2 separate regions of the Danio rerio genome follow, and region 1 is linked to region 2. Evidence: chromatin contacts called from public Hi-C data. All regions are on one chromosome and are shown on one strand. The core of a region is the stretch at or near the end of the contact, and the rest is flanking DNA. Distances in the headings are between cores, read along the strand shown. Region 1 holds the start of prr15la (proline rich 15 like a). Region 2 holds the start of cbx1a (chromobox homolog 1a (HP1 beta homolog Drosophila)).

Evidence for each region. Hi-C and Micro-C count contacts between places; a contact is called where the count stands out from the background.
Region 1: a contact with region 2 is called in a Hi-C map of hematopoietic stem cells, with 2.8 times the contacts expected there. The contact joins the promoter of prr15la here to the promoter of cbx1a in region 2. A contact is called at or near these places in 5 of 18 Hi-C or Micro-C datasets (caudal fin, embryo, hematopoietic stem cells and 1 more) and 1 of 4 datasets of contacts at active chromatin or transcription factors (embryo).

Annotation. Positions count from the first base shown.
Region 1 is chr3:22,927,868-22,932,965 of GRCz12tu, reverse strand. prr15la (proline rich 15 like a) reads right to left here and starts at 1,406. Exons shown (of 2, transcript NM_001003478.1): 1 at 1,214-1,406.
Region 2 is chr3:22,798,280-22,804,164 of GRCz12tu, reverse strand. cbx1a (chromobox homolog 1a (HP1 beta homolog Drosophila)) reads right to left here and starts at 2,606. Exons shown (of 6, transcript NM_199746.2): 1 at 2,389-2,606; 2 at 266-365. The coding sequence starts at 320.

The DNA of each region.
Region 1 (5,098 bases), core at 157-2,656, 130 kb before region 2:
CTATATTTGACCCAATGCTGAGTTAATACAACCCATCATTTTTAGACTGAAAAAGAAAATTGGACTCAGGGTAAACTACAAAGAAAAAAATACATTGCTTAGTACTTCAGTGAAGTAGACGATTTGAAAATATCAAATAAATATTAAAGTGGTTTCAAATGTTGATTAAACATCAAACATCCACCCCTGACATAAAGTAAGTGTAAAGCTATTAAATGAATGTGATTAAATTATTTTACATTCATTTTGACAAACAAAATTAGAAATGTTTGAGCTAGCGAGATCTCTGGCCTTTGAGACTAATCTGAGCAGAGTTCTCTTTTCAAATTAGACATGTGATAACTGGAATTTAATAGTCCAGGAGAAACTAAACAAAAAAGGTTTTAATTTTCCTTTCCAGTGGGGAGAATGGAATATTTGTGTTTGAATACAAATATTCAAGCACATGGTAAACAAATCAAGAAGGCATTACACTCACTAACCTCTACTGCGTTTGCATGTAAATTCGTAACAATTTTACTTCCTTCACTTAAACGTCCTCAATAATGGAATCATTTATTTTACTTTATGAATATACCACTATTCTTTGGAAAAATGCTCATTTTAAATCAATTTCTTTTATTATCAATGCTAGAATATATTTAATTTAAATTCAAAGCAACAAATGGTCAAATAAGGATGCCTCCCAAATGTTTTTGTCAAGATGGTTAAGTAAATTCAACATCATTACAAAGGTGTTCATCGAGCATGCTGAACTTGTACTGTTGACACAACTGAAAGAAATGTTTTGCATTTCAAAGTGTTCACTTGATTGCAATGATACCCTCTCCCCACACACACACACACACACACACACACACACACACACACACACACACACACACACCGGCTCGCTAGTCAGTGATAAAGGTTCACTGTTTGCTATAAATGTGTAATCAAATGTGTCTTCTGTTCAAAGGTCATTAAAATTCACAGCTATCAGTATACCTTTTTTGTTCCAGAACTTCAAAACTATTTCCTTCTAATCAATTATTTTTAGGGTAGAACTTTTTATTCCCATTAAAAAGCATTCCCACTTTATCATTTTTATTCCTTTTAGAAGACTTTTATCTGTACACTTTAATCAGTATAATTATAAATTAACTAACTGCAACTGGATGTCATTCCACAGAATTTTCCAGACAGGTCATATCTAGTTATAAGTCTCTCTCACCTGTACAGGTAAAGGTACGTCCGTTGTGACAGTTGTTTGTTATCTGCCTTTGAGGGTTCACTATCCTTCAGTTCAGTTCTCAATCTGGTTGATGCCAGCAGGTGAGGTCATCGGCCTGTAGGACCCTCTTTATTCTTTGGATCTGAATTAGTTTCGGTGTATCTCTGGTCTCCTGCCTCTTCCCCGGTTTGGCTGTCCTGTCCTTCTCTCTGGCAAGCAGGTGTAGATTCACAGGTGCGCGACTCCTCCCTTCATGCAGCCACACACACTCCTCCCTCTGCTGCCTGAATAAACAGCTTTAGGACAATAGCTGAGAAGATTGGGTGTAGAAGATTCATGACGGAATCAGCTTTTGATATTGCATTAGCTAATATTTAAGAGGATATAAAAGTTAATGGGCTTTGGGGAGTGTAATCAGAAGTGATTGTGTGAACGGATTTTATGAGCAGGTGAATTTATGTAAATATACAAACAGATAGCAATAAATGTATGTTGAAACGTCATTTACTCACCATCGGGTCATCCAAGATGGAGGATTTTTTTTTTCAGATGTTCATCCAATATTTTAGAAATTGGTCCTCGTAAACAAAATAATTAGACAAAACCAGACAATAGATATAAGACTTAAATGTAATGATCAGTGAGGTCAAAAAGAAAAAAAAAACTTCTTGCATTATTGCATTTAATCTACAGCCTCAGCAAATGCCCGTTTCCTGTCACATAATGAAGCATATCAAACATTAGGAACCTCTAAAAACTCTTCCATAATGAAATAAAGCATAAATTATATTGCTAATATACAGCAGTTTCAAGGCTGCAAAGAGAACCACAAGAATCATTTTGATGGTCAATAGCCAGAGGCAAATAATGTCCAGTTCCACGCACAGGCTCATTGTTTTGCTTCAGAAGTTCTCAATGTATCGTTTAAAGCTAAGGGTATTAATTTAGCTTTGCTTGTAATTTTCATTTTTCACTTGTGTCAGTAACTGCTGACTAGCATTTTATGAGTCATCAAGGATGTTGGTTTTAGCTATAATTCTTCTTTAATGCTGTACTGAATTTAAATAGTTATCTACATCTTAATAGCCTGAAGGTAAGTAAATTAACAGCCATTTAAAAATGTTGGTAAACCATTACTTTAGGGCACACTTCCTGTCACATTTTTAGGCACATCTACTTAATCTGTTTTAGCATTACTTTCCAATTTGTAGATAATAATAAAGTTATAGACATTTATGTGTAAGTATATAAAATAACTAATTATTTACTTCTCTTGACATTAAACATTTGCTATCTACCTATCCATCTATCTATCTATCTATCTATCTATCTATAGTGGGTATGGAAAGTATTCAGACTCCCTTAATTTGTTCACTCTGTTATATTGCAGCCAATTGCTAAAACCATTTAAGTAATTTTTTTCCTCATTAATGTACATCCCATATTGACAAAAAACACAAGCCTTGTTGATATTTTTGCAGATTAATTAAAAAAGAAAAAACTGAGATATCACATGGTCTTAAATATTTAGACCCCTTGCTGTAACACTCATATACTAAACTCAAGTGCTGTCCATGAATAATTTTAGCAAATGGCTCCAATATAATAAAAAATGAAAAATTTAAGGGGGTCTGAATACTTTCCGTAAACTACTCCAGCCCGCTTTTGCTTTACTCATTTCAAATACAAAAAATATAAATACTGTACAGATATTCATAGATATTGCTTTCAATTGGCACAATTAAATTACAAATTTGAACTGATCAAAAAACTCTGTCAAATCTTTTTTTTTATAGAATGTCAACTCAAATTATTTATTTAGCTCTTTCAAAATTACCAAAACAAAACCAAAGTGCTTTAAGGAGAAAAGCCTTTACTGTATACCTGAAATTACTAATAAATATTAAAACTCAAATTAAAACACTATATATACATACATATATGTTACACTCACTGCAACCCCACAGAGATACCTGTTCAACTGCTTGTTAATGCAAATATCTAATTAGCCAATCACATGGCAGCAACTCATTGCATTTAGTCAAGCAGAATGAAACAGTTAAGACATCAGCATAGAAAAGAAGGACCATAAACTGACAGGGTTATTGAAATTTTGGAAACTGCTTATCTACTGGATTGGCCAGACTGGTTCAAGCTGATAAAGGCAACAGTGACGCAAATCACTTGTTACAGTCGATGTCTAATGTACAACATGATGAATCTTGAAGCAGATCAGCTAATGGAGCAGAAGACAGCTAAGAACCAGAGACTGAGGCAATAATTCACAACGGCTTACCAGAATCAAGCAACAGAACAATGGAAAAAAAGGTTTTCTGGTCTAGTTGTTAATTTCTGCTATGATATTCAGTAGAATAGGTCAGACTGGTGTTAATAACATGAAAGCATGAATTCATCCAGTCTTTTCTCAACAGCCCAGGTATAATAGTGTGAGTATAACGACACACTTTGGACCACTTATGCCTAATTTCCATTCATAAGTGTGATTTAGTTCAGAACAGTAGTTTAGCATGGGTCACTTTCATCAGCTTTATGTTTCCACTCCCATTAATAGTCCATTAACTGTACTCTTACCCAGTAGTTGTGGTGTATGTCAGAAAGTTGTGATTAATGTCATTCTCACTTAAAGAAGAAAGCTATATGGTCGTTCACATATCACGTTTTCTGCCAACTCACTATTTCACATGTAGACACGTGGCAAGCATGCACAAATAAAGAGAGAAAGCTGCAACATGAACAGCCCGGTAAACGACAATAAAGGACAGCTTCTTGCTTCTTGACATAAGGCTCTTTGTTAGAAGATGACAACAAGATTTGCTTGAAAATGGTTCACTGCTGCACATAATCATTGTAATATTACATTTACATTTAGTCATTTAACAGATGTTTTTGTCTAAAGTGACACAATTATAGAGAGGTGCTCAGCGATTCAACAAGAAGAGGCAAGTGCAATTTTTACTTACACACAAGAAGTTAATTAAACAATTAAACAAAGGAACTGTTAGTGCTCAGAAAATTAAGTGCTAAAGTAAGGACTAGCTTATTTTATTTTAAAGAGAGAAGAGCGTCTCTACAGGTGGTTTGTCAAGCCCTTGCACCTGTGTGAAGCACACTTCATAAATGCACAATGTTCTTTTTAATAGATAAGCGATTTAAAAAAAAAAAAAAAAAAGTGTCTGGTGCAAATGTGCAAAACTGGTGCAACCGTCGATTAAAGTGTCAAAGAGAGATTACAACAGTTGGTTTGTCAAAGCCCCTCACACCATTAAGATGTCGTGTTTCAACTGTGCATTAAAAATAGTGATTTTTTGTTGTCTTTCTCCTGGATTGTTACTTGCGCTCGTGACAATTCTCTCTAAACCAATACTGTTGAGCAGCAAGTCTAGCTCCATCTTTTTGGAACCCGTACTGCTGTGCTAGCTACCCTTAAAAAATGGTGCCAAAAAAGTTTGCTTTTTTGGAACCTTTGACAGTGGAAATTAAAATAATCGTGTGCCATACTGTATGGTACTAAACATGGAATAATGATTTAGTAGATCAGTTTTTTTTTTCAGCCCTGTTCCTGGAGGCACACCAACAGAACATATTTTGGATGTCTCCCTTATCTGAACTATTAATTTCAGGTTTTGGAGTCCTTTCTAATGTTTGCATGAGTTGATTCAGGTGTGTTTGATTAGGAAGAGGTTGAAAATGTACAGTATACTGCTGGTGTGCCATCAGGAACAGGGTTAGAAAACACTGTGGTAGAGTACCATTTAATCTATTTAAAGCCACTCAGTGGAAACATATCAGCTGAGCATAGTTTAAACACCATAACCTGAAGATTATTGTTTATGACACTGTTCATTCTTTACGACCAAAGTGTTA
Region 2 (5,885 bases), core at 1,357-3,856:
GTAACTATAAGCTGTTCTCTCACACCCAGAATACTCCATTTTTAATACCATTGACCTAATAAACCTCAGTAGAAGCACCTCTACTAGTCACTGACAAGTAAATGAAAATGAAAACGCGGTCATAAAAACAGTCACCAACAACCCTGTGATTCAATAAAAGCAGCTTTAAGACAGAAACACTTAAGTGATTTTAGCAGCTGGAAATAATAAAACCCTCCCCACACATGTGAATAGACAACAGCAGTAAATGAGAAAGTTGAGACACCTTCGGTGACGCTGGGAGCATCACTAACTGTCTCTGTAGGTTGGCTCATGCTCATCGAGGCTCTGCGGAACCTTCCGGTTCCTTGTCAACGTCAACAGTGCTGAACAGAGTAAAAGTGTGGATTAGAGGGGATGGGGGCTCAGGTGACATCAGGGAAACAACACAAGGCAGGAAATAAAGTTACACAGTATCACTGTGGATAACAGTTCAGTAGATCTAGCTAACACAGCTTTTCATGGTACACTGCTCCCTTTTGAGTTGATTCAGTTAAAATAATGAATCCTAGCTATATTAAAAATGCATTTTAAAAATCTTACAAAACTTTTGTACTGAATTCTTTTTTGAGACCAATAATCACATTTTTCTAGTAACTGTCATTAAAACATTTTTGTGAGCTGCAATAGACCATTAAGTTGCTGACTAAATAAATCATAAACAGATATAGCATAATGAACCCTTTTCACAAGACGCATTTAACGGTCATCACAATCTTAAATTTTCTTTTGCATTTTTTAATTAGTTTTTAACATTTATTTATCTTATAAAAGCGTTTGAACATTTATGAATGTATCATATCATCTTTGCATCAGATTACAAAAAACGAATTACTGTTTATGTGTTTTTGATGCAACGTCTATGGAGTGGCACAGTAAATTTGACTTTATTTTCTCCTCTGGCTGCCGTCATCAGTCTCACTATTTTATTTCTTTTTCTGAAAGTCTTGATAACACCGTTGTGGCATTTTCTTTCTTTATTTCAGCAAATAGATTTGTAAAAAAATATTTGTTGTACTCTCTCATTTACGACATTCTAAGTTTACCCAGCTATGACGATTTCTGCTTCTGAAAAACCCCGAAAATGTGATAAGCGTCTATAACAGTCTAATAAAAACATTATAAAACATGATAATCAACAATATTTTGCACTAATATGCTGTCTAGGATGTGCCATTCTAAGATTTTTCTAGAGATTTCAGATAATCCTAATTAATCAACAGATACATGTACATATAGACAGAGAAATATAGACCTAAAACAACAACAGGCTCCCATGTTATGATTGTTAAATAAAACAATCTAAATAATTCCATCTCTGTCTGTTTTGCATAAGACCTGCAGAGTAAAAGTAAACACCCATGTAGTCATCATGGTTCATATTTTAACTTTACATTCATTTTAAACACTACTGCTAAGCATCAGCAACGTATATACATAACTACTTTATTTCAACTCATAAACAGTGTCAGGACCGCGAAATTTAAAAGAATAATTTATTTAAAATTGAAAATTATAATTTAATCACGCTTTACTCGTTCCTAACCAGTTTGACTTTCCTTTGTTGAACACAAAAGATGATAATTCGAAAAAAAGCAGGAAACATGTAACCATTAAGGTTAATACTATTTTTGTTTTTCCAACTATGGAAGTGAAAGGTTACGTGCTTTAACCAAAAAGAAACTTAAAAAAATACACGAGTGAGTAAATTTTCACGCTTGGAGTTATCCCTTTAACTCCATCGACGTGCACGCGCAGACAAGGTACTAGAATTTTCCAGTCCTTTTTCCTGCTGACACGAGTTGGTGAGGTAAAATATTCAAATATGATGTGTAATGTTACGGTGAACGCCACATAGATTTCTTTTTAAAAGTGTGTTTCCGAGATAACGTTACAGTAGTTTCTGAACGGCGCACGTGCACGAGGAAGGCGTTTCTGTCTAGCACGGATCCGAGCCAGGAGGTTGACTCTATAACACTCACAATTTAGGTCCAAAGGGTATGACACCGACGACATTATTACTGGCTTGAAAATACATGCATAAAACGCTCCAATGCACAACAAATCTAACTTTATAAATCTAAAAATAACGTTACTCCTAATATACGCGACACCGACTAACTAGCCTTGTGGCTAATGTTGCAAAAGCATGGTAGCTCACTTCTCCATGTTGACCTGGATTCGACTAAAACAAATGATAAACATTCATCAAAATACGACTAAAATTGTATTTTAAAACAACACTGCATAAAACACTCAAAACATCCACCTGTTAGTAACAAAATCGCATTTCTTGAAACACAATCAGTCCTGCAGTTGTTTTTACAATCTGCACGCAGCGCCACTTACCTGTGTATTACTGAATTAACGGCGAAAAACGCCAAAATGGGTGGTTTAGTGCAGCTAGACCGGGTTTAAATCTCGACAAACTTTAAAATCTGTCGACTGGGGGTAGAGTTTGTTTTTATTTTACCGAGCCTCCTTGGTTGAGCAGACAAAAGGTAACGCTACACGAAAGGCTCCAGCAACCCGCCAATTCGACCGAACGTGCATGGGTACGTACTACAATGGTGCATGCTGGGTGCTGTAGTTTACGTGAGTACTACAAAAATGAAATCGCATGGAACACTCTTGAGGAGGTTTCTTTGCGAAAAAAACGAAAACTTTGTGTAACCACCACAAAGCATATTCCTATACATAGGCCTATATGGTTCTTTACCTAATAGTAGCATAGACACAGGGGTGAATTTAACCCATAAAGAAAGTTAAGCCCCAGGAAATCTGAGGGCCCCACCATAATACCTAGAAGTATAAATTATACTATAAATTATATATAACATAGTTTCCTATCATATTTTGTACGGTGATCTCATTTTTAGTCAATTTAGCATAATATAAGTTCAGTGGACTCATAAGGTTAATTTGTTTCAGTTTAAAAATTTAAGGCAACCAAGATTTCTTTACAGTGTAGTTGTGAATTCATCTTAATACACGAATCGTTTCAAAAGTTTTACAAGGTGTGTTACATGTTATTATTATTATTTAGCATGAAGATAAAATGTAGAAAAGGATATCAAATGATATAAGAAAAAACAGCAAAAAATAATTAAAAAAATATTAAGTACAAAAGGTGCATGTAAGAACTTGGGCCGCTTGGCTGGAATTGCGTAGGCCTCCAAAATCACTAAATCTGCCCCTGTATAGACGTATACAATTTTAAAAACAACCATAGGCTTGTTGTTCAGAACCCAAATGCATTCTGTATCAATATAATACTTAAATGCTTCAATCCATTTACCCTCATAATGCATATATATATATATATATATATATATATATATATATATATATATATATATATATATATATATATATTCACATTCAGAGACCTTAACTAAAATCTTTAGCTATCTGCAAGTTTAAAAAATTATCATTTTAATTTTTTTAATCGATCACAAGTCAGTTACATGGTTTATGCTTTGTAATGCAACACTTGAACACTTTATCTAAAGAGGTAACAATTATATATATAATTTGAGAAACTGAATAATCTGAGATTTAAGCCATCAGTATGTATAATACAATTTGCTGAAATTAGAAGACCTTGGCAATATGTGCTGAAAAGCAAGAGTGGAAAACCTAAAAAGCTTTAAGAGAAGATCCATATTGACCTTATTCTTCAAAGCGGAAGTGCTCTCGTTTTTGTGATTGTTTTAGAACTTCTGATTTGGATGCCTATGGGAGAAACGACTAGTAATAATAAACGGCAGAAAACAATCCAACTACTTGCTCTACAAACAAGTGTTAGCATGACTATACAGACAAAGCAGAATACTATAAAAATAAAATAACAGTTTGCAACATCAAGGAGCAAAACAAGCTGTTTTTAACGTCTAAAAGTCAATGAAAGTGAATGAGACGGGAAGTCTCGAGTCAAAAAGATTTAAATGGCTGCGCCTGCTCGTACCTAAAGAATAAGGTGAATAGCTTATAGGGAGAATAACTTATCTCTCTACACTCAAGTATCCAGACTTATCTGTTTTGACAGACTCCCTCACATCTTCTGCAAGACATTAATCCAACTCTGTTTCCAGCACTTTCACACACATTTTCCCTGTGCAGGCTCAAGTTACCCCACTGCTTAAGAAACCTATGCTAAACACTTCGATGGTAGACAGCTACAGACCTCTCTCAGTCTCCCTGCTCCCTTTCAAAGCCAAAACAGTGGAAAGAGTTGTTTTCCACCAGGCTTCAACATTTCTTTCACAATAACCTGCTGAACATTAAGCAATCAGACATCAAAAGTGGCCATTCCACTGGGACAGAATTATTCACTGAAGCACCGCAGATTGCCAAAGCAGGTTTTATCAGTTCTGCTTCTACTGGACATGTCTGCTGCCTCTTATACAGTTAATTATCAGTTTTTTCTGTATACTCTCTTGGGCATTACATAACTCCCCTTGGCTGGTTTGAGTCTCACCAGTAGATGTTTCAGGGTTGACTTGAGGAGAGATGTATTCAAAAAACCAGCTAATGGGGGGCAGGGATAATTTCTGGGACCCCTCTCTCCTCCCCTACTGTTATGCAAAATTTTCTTTTAAACCAGATGATCCAAAAGTAGCTGCACAGCTCCTGAAAGACATCTCAGTATGGAATAAACATTACCACCAGCAGCTCAATTTAGGAAAAACAGAGCTTCTTGTTCTCCCTGCAACTGCTCTGAGAGCCCATATCACACCCGTTTATCTCCTTGAACTGGCAACTGGTTGAAGTTTGCATCAAGTTTGAAGCTTTGATGTTTCCATATTACCCACAGGCTCTGTAATCTGCTATTTCAACTCTTTCTTATACGCTCCATCCTAAACCTCTGGTCTATAAATCAACGCTGTCTCATGGTCACAGAAAAGCTCAAAAAATCAATTTCTAGAACTTATACTTTATGTTTCCTACATATTGTTATATCACTGCAATTAACTGGTAACTGAAAAATTATCTTTACTTTTAGCATTTTTATAAAAAAAAAAAAACAGCTTCCCACTCCTTCCCTACTTTTATTTTTGTCAGAAACTTTAAATTAATATGAGTAAATTGATGCCTTTCTTATTTAAAATTGCTTTGGTTAAAAGCCTCTGGTAAAAGAAAAGAAAAGCAAACCTAGAACTAACATCTTTCTATGATTTTAGCACAAAATCTGGGTTGTAGAGTAAGCTTTGGGTTGACAAAAATAAACTAATCCAGCTTGGCTAAGATCCGGTTAAGTGTATTCACAATGCTTGATATGAACCTTCTCTGTTGCTATATCAGAAACAGCAAATGCTATATCAGACTGCAAGCGGCTTTATTCCATCAAATATGAATGTCACTTTTCTCACAGCTGACTGGTCCAGTTTGGGTTTACAATATCAAACCAAGAATAAAACCTGGTCCAAAGTAGGTTAGCCATGTAGCCTAGATTACCATGGAGATGAAACCCAACTGAAACCAACCCACCGTCTTAAGTTCCATAAACTCGAAACATCGATAAAACTTATGTGGGTAAAAACATTTGCCACTTCTTGTGTTTTGATGTCATGTTTTGTGTGAGCACACACTCAAAAAATAGATTACTGCTGCTTGTTCAAACTACCTGTTTAAAATAAGCTGAAACAACAAAATTCTTGCAATTTTGTGACCAATTTATTTGTTAAATGTTCAGTCCACTTCAATTTGTAAACCAATGAGTTAACTTTAGCATTTTGTGTTGGGACAAGATAAGGGAATTATTTTGATCCAACTACCTGGTTAGGGGATTTGTAGTTCCCAGGGACATGTTGACAATAAAAGTAATCTTAGTTGTTTAAAGTTAA